Regions from separate parts of the Mus musculus genome. Here region 1 is linked to region 2. A link is a contact called in public HiChIP or PLAC-seq data. All regions are on one chromosome and are shown on one strand. Each heading gives the region's core, a stretch centred on a gene start, on an enhancer-like site or on the middle of the called end of the contact. The rest is flanking DNA. Distances are from core to core; before and after follow the strand shown.

Region 1 (3,102 bases), core at 422-2,921, 61 kb before region 2:
CTTACTGATTATGCTAGCCTGGTGGACCAGCACACCCCAGTCATCTGCATTTTTCTCCCTATCCAGTAGTAGGGTTTCAGGTGTCTATCACCATAGCCTGCTCTTTTATGTGGAGTCCAGAGCCTAAACTCAGGTCTTTATGCAGTGCAACAAGCACTTTACCAACTAAGCTATTTCCTCAGTTACACAAAATATTTGTAAATTATTTTTTCTTATTCTGCTTATAGCCTGTTTTGATAAAGCTTACAAATACCAAATTTAATGTATATAGATCTATTTTCTGGTTAATTCCTGTAATTTCTTATGCCTTATAATCACTGCTAACCCCATAGGTTTTTTTTTTCCTTTTTAAATCCTTTATCCTTTCTCTCAAGTAAAGAATGATTATCCATTGACACGAGAGGAGATTTGAGAACCAAAGATCAGGCAGCCTTCTGTTCTATCTATATAGTGAATCTTCACATAGCAGATTCACAAGTCTCAACCTGAAAGTGAAATGTTTTAAAAATCCACTAACATTTTGAGATGATTCTGAAACAATAGAAGATATAAAAAATTTAAGTTTGGGCATGAAAAAGATACAGTGTATGCATAAAGTCAAATATAGCTTTAATTTTTACTTTTGCTCAAAGATCAAGAGATATGACAATAGTCTCAATGTGTGTTAAGTCTGGGCAGTGAAATCATTGCTGGTCGATGATGTGCACATAGAGGATAAACACCATCTTGAGGGACTCTTAGTTACAGTTGCCACCCCAAGACCTGCATCATAAACTATCCTCTGATACTGGAGAGTTTTCTCCACCCAGTGCCTTTGTGAACTATACAGTGCTCATGTCAAAATCTATCGTTAGCTCACAACCCGTGAAGCAGGAATGCTTCTCACAATTTTAAGATGGCATAAAATAAAGGGACAAAACCAAACATAAGGATGAGAACTGAGGAAAGAGGAAAGGCCGGAGGGATACAGAGAAGATAGATGATATACCAGATCTAAAACACTATGTAATCCTTCAATACTATAGTGACAGAAAAGTTTGATGACCCTCGTCTGGTAAATGGCAAGGCCTCAATCATTAGGGGATCTTCTTTTGTCCTTGATTTTGATTTCTGTATATATTCTATTATCCAATTGATCCAAAGAAACTTGGATTCTCTTCTGGGTGCCTATCGTTTACCTGAATGAAGCTAATGTGGTTAAGTAGTGACTTTTAGATTTGGAGTCAAAAGAACAAAGGTCTGATTTAATGAGAACCCAGATGACCTGGACATTGTGTTTGACATAGGGGAAGATGTCTGTCTGTCTGTCTGTCTGTCTGTCTGTCTGTCTGTCTTGTCCTTTGAAGCACCAGAATATTTGCCTTACAGAATCTCACTGTACAACAACTAGTACTTATGTTGGTTGCTCTTCTTAGCACACTGACAAAATACATACAAAAGCAATTTAAGTGAGAAGGGATTTATTTTTGGTGTATAGTTCTGGGAGATGTCAATCCATCAGAGTAGAGAAGGTATAGAAGTGCTCATGGTGATATAAACATATGGCAGAGACTTCTCACTCTGCAAAGAAGGATCTAGAAGTAGAGTGAGCAAGAGTGGAACTAGGGTGGGGCTATAACCTCCAAAGGTCTGTCCCTCCTTACCCACTTCCTCCAACAAAGTACCACACCTTAGATACTCCTTAGCCTTTAATATAGCACCACAAGCTGGGGAACCAAAGTGCAAAGTATTAAGTGTGTGGGAGACACTTCAGAGTCAACTGCAGCAATGTTATACAGTGGTGGAAGAGTGCAAGCGTGCAGGCTCCCTTAGCCTATAAGAAATCCTTTCTAGTCTGCTACCCACTGGGTATCTCGTGCATCAAGCCAAGGAGGCCATTTGCCTTAGGAATTAAAGTGTTTCTTCCTTATCCATACTCAGAGGATGCTACCGAGAGTGTGGCCCAAAACCAGAGGCTAAGGAGCTAATACAGCTCAGCTTGGCTTGCTCTTCCCTCTGCATTTGGATCTCTTTTCAACATGTAAGCACAATAATCCTTGTTTCTTTCTCAAGTCCTTTAAACATCAGGATAAAAAGAAAGATGAAGGAAGGAATTATTTATAAAAATAAATATTGCATGCTTCTTATTTGTTTGCTTACATATATGCTTAGTGAACAAAATAAGGACCAAAGAGGAGTCTGATATGGGCACTACTTCAGAGGGAGAAAAATAATCTCTTTATATCTTTCTACTAAATAGTCTACATTTGCTGAGGGATTCTTCACATTCTTTGCCAGTTGTTGAATGGCTCTATGAGATTGAAGCTTTTAAGGTCTCTAAATCCCAAGTCAATGTTCTGCCTCCACTTTAGTGAGGATGGATTTGAATACACGGACTTAAGACTCCCCCAGGAAGGGAATCCCATGTAAATAATGGAAACTGAGTGTAAATGGTGTGCCAAAGATAGTATAACACAAAGCCTAAAAGCCTAGAGAGTCTTTGGCAGTAATCTTTGCCTGTGAACTCATTTTCAAGTGAATCGTGATGCCACAGAAAAGAGACAAATGCTTTGAGTGTCTTCTATGGGGAGAAGAATTAATTGAATATGCTTGAAGCTTAGTAATTAACAAAACAAATCTTTTAGGAAAAGGCTTACAGAACTCAAATAGCATATGGAATCTACTTGTCCCAGTGACAGTGCATCATTATAGTGTTCTAAGTTGCACCAATTTTGAAAATGATAAGGAACAAAAAATACATTAAAATTAAAACACAGAATAGAATAAATAAAAGCAGAAAGTCATGGGTGTTATGGGAGATGTGGTAACCAGGCATGTAAATCAAAATCAATGCATAGATTCAACTATATAGATAGATGTAGGTACATGTAAATAAATGTGTGTGTGTATGTGTGTGTGTGTGCGTGTGTGTAAACTATTCTAACAGTGATATAATGCTTTTGGAGGAACCATTGTATAAACATTGTAAAGATTATGTTACCCAGTAAAAATATTTTATTATATGTCTAGAAAAAGGATGAATTTAAATTGTTGATAATTAAAACAAAACCCTTAAATTTTGAAATATAATTAAATATAATTTTTAAGTGTGACATATTTGCT
Region 2 (2,963 bases), core at 338-2,837:
ACAGTACTTTCATTCTGTTCTCACATTTAGCAAACACTTTGCCTCTGTGGGACCTGAGTTTCTTATCCAGCTGGCCCCCTGGGATTCATCTGTGACTTAGTTATAAATGTGACCTCTGTCAAGAATTATCTCTTCCTGCATCAGATTTACTCTATCACAACACTATGCTGCTTCCTTCACTTTAGAGCACTGGTTACTACTTGAAAACACCTCTACTTTTGTTTCCTTGCTTCCTTGCCTTCTCCTTCTTGGTTCTGGAATATAAACCAGACTTCCACACACATACAGCAGGCACTTGACCACTGAACTGCACCATCACCTTTCAATTTTCTTTGTATCACCTCCCTAGCACTCCCTTCTCACCAAATTACAGCTCCACAGGCTAAGCATATCTTCCTCCCTTATCATTGTAAGATGCACAGCAACTGAGGTGGCAACAGAGCATGTGCAGCAATAAATTTAGACCCTGAGCCTAGAAAAGGGCTCAGTGATTAAGGTGCTTGCCTCATAAACATGAAGACCTGAGTTCGGACCCCAGCAAGCCAAGTAAGTTTCAGAAGGACATGGTGGTCTACTCGGAATTCCAGCCTTAGATGAATAAGATAAGACTAGCTACATTGTTGAATTTGGGGTTTGGATATGACACCATTCTTCAATGAATACTGTAGAAGGCCAGTGGACAACAATTCCTTATATCAGCCTTTGACCTTCACGTGCATATACATATATGAAAAACATGCAAACACACATACATGTACCACACATACACACACAAAAATAGAAAAAGGAAAAAATAAGTAGTAAAATAAATTTCATGAATCTTCTTTCAGAAGTCATTGGTTGTTATGTTAGGAAATAACTTTGACTCTTTGAAAACCTTTTGAATTAAAGGCCATTCCGGAAGTCAAAGTCTTGAGTTAAAAAGGAATAGGGTAATTGCCTCAGCTTGATGATGAGAAAATGAAGGTTAATAGGAAATTCTCCTCTTTGACACAAATCAGCATATTGCCTTAAAAGAAAGACACTGAAAAACCTGATCCTCTCCTCTCTAGAGACCTCTCTGTCTAGGATAGTGCCAGGTACACGGCTGACATCAGCAAGGCTAGTTCTGCCTTCAGACACATTAATGTACTAATTTGAGTGATTTCTGTTACTAGGGAAGAGAGAAATAAGCTCAGCTCCATAGCTCCAATATCCAACACACTGTATCACTCATAGGCATTCAAGAATCTGTCAGATTGTGAGCTAAAGCACTTTTCTTCATCTTGGCACATTGGGTAGAAATTTTACTCGCCTGCCATGTGGCTTCAGGGACCAGAAAACATAAACCTCTACACGACTTCCATAATAATCTTGTACTATGAAAAACAGTGCACATGCATGTATTAAATATCCACGTGTTCCAAGACATGTACAGCTTCATCAATGATTTGGCTATAGTTGATTTTATCTTTGCATTTTGAAGTTGATAGTATACTAGAAACAGACAAAAATTTTTGTCTTTTTACTTTACTGAGTCACACGTTGATCATCAACGTGTGACTCAGTAAAGTGGTTACAGGCTGTAATGGGGGAAGGCAAAGCTGAAGAAGACTTTCAAGGACACAATGAATAATGTTTGATGACTCATGGTAGAAAAGAAGGGGACAGAGCCATAGATGACTTTCTTGCTGGGCTGAAGGTGCAGAAAGCCCAGGATAGAATCATTTAAACAATGGAGTTCAGATGTCTAGAAATGAGGAACACTACAGACTGCATTTTCCCAGTGCTGCCTATTTGGACACTACTCTATCGAAGTTCAACTTTGAGAACTACCTTCAGTGAGCTCTGCATATATAACAAGTATGCGAATATGAACAGGAGACAATGCTTACACTTAAATAGATGGACTTTCAACCACAAAAAAGGGCCATATTCAAAGTCATAGTTCTCTGCAGTCATTCAATGGGTCAAGTAGCCTGTTGAAGAAGACACAGCATCTCCTCAGAGTCCATCTTCTTAGGAAGAGTTCAGATTAGTGTTCTAGGACACTCACGTTCATCTTGCAGTTGTCTTTGGTGACTGCCAAAACTGAATGACAGATTGTACCATGTATCAAGGGCTCACAGTTTTTCATAGTATATTTTTAGCAATTGAAAACTGGTATTTGGGGACTTCCAGACTTTACCACATGGGCCCTTCTAGGAGAGGAAGTTCAAAGACCTTGCTATGGTTAATTTTACAAAGCAGAAAGGTCATAAGTTTTCTTTTAATCTGAAACACAATATTTTATAGGAATTAAGAGTCTTTTTAATCTGTGGCTTTTGAATATGGAATGCAAACTTTAAATGGCTCATAATGTCTGGGTAAGGGCATTGCAATTGTGATTTAAAAGCTGAGTAATAGCCTGTATTCAATTAGATTCTTTCTGAGTTATAACATCCCTCTCATTTTAATGGAAAGGTCCTTGACCAATGATGTAAGCAACTGAAGACAAAATTCAACGATAAGCACCTTGGCTTGCACTCTTTGTTTCCTTCCAAACAATGTGCTATGGGCCAGATACTTCCAAAAGAAGTGCAGTCTCCAAGCAGGAGTAAATATTAACTCCTCAAATCTCACTGTGAATGATGCCATCAGAAAGTCAATGTAGTGTTATTTAACAGAAAACAATAAAAGTGTGTTATTCCCAGGAAAATGCATGGAACTGGACATTGTTATAAGTCTCACAAAGACAACTATTTATGCTTTCTTTCATAGTAAATCCAAAGAGGAAAAATGTGAAATAAAAGGGAACTATAGGGTATTTAGAAGGGAAAAAATGGGAGAATAAGAAATGGAGATGGAGAGGGTGAATATGATCAAAGTATATTGTATACATAAATGGTGTTGTTATAATGAAACCTCTTTGAATTATTAATACATTTTTAAAAAGAATAACAAATGAAAATAACAAAATTAGGGTAGTGATGCAATTGTAGCTC

The links. HiChIP or PLAC-seq counts read pairs in DNA pulled down with a chosen protein or histone mark.
Region 1: a contact with region 2 is called in a BATF HiChIP or PLAC-seq map of CD8 T cells, with 18 read pairs. The contact joins two enhancer-like sites. A contact is called at or near these places in 1 of 15 datasets of contacts at CTCF or cohesin (CD8 T cells), 12 of 484 Hi-C or Micro-C datasets (B cells, CD4 T cells, CD8 T cells and 8 more), 6 of 115 datasets of contacts at active chromatin or transcription factors (CD8 T cells, the HPC-7 cell line, bone marrow-derived macrophages and 3 more) and 3 of 9 other capture datasets (adipose tissue, bone marrow-derived macrophages and liver).

What each region holds. Positions count from the first base shown.
Region 1 is chr1:80,702,015-80,705,116 of GRCm38.p6, reverse strand. All of the region lies in intron 1 of Dock10 (dedicator of cytokinesis 10), which reads left to right. Among named protein-coding and RNA genes, the nearest start is that of Dock10, 55 kb to the left of the region's middle. Within about 2 kb of position 1,671, at least 13 of the 459 cell types and tissues checked have an H3K27ac peak or open chromatin away from gene starts, as enhancers often do. A contact at or near this core is called in CD8 T cells, where this site is marked.
Region 2 is chr1:80,640,650-80,643,612 of GRCm38.p6, reverse strand. The region is part of intron 2 of Dock10 (dedicator of cytokinesis 10); the gene reads left to right. Among named protein-coding and RNA genes, the nearest start is that of Dock10, 120 kb to the left of the region's middle. Within about 2 kb of position 1,587, at least 58 of the 459 cell types and tissues checked have an H3K27ac peak or open chromatin away from gene starts, as enhancers often do. A contact at or near this core is called in CD8 T cells, where this site is marked.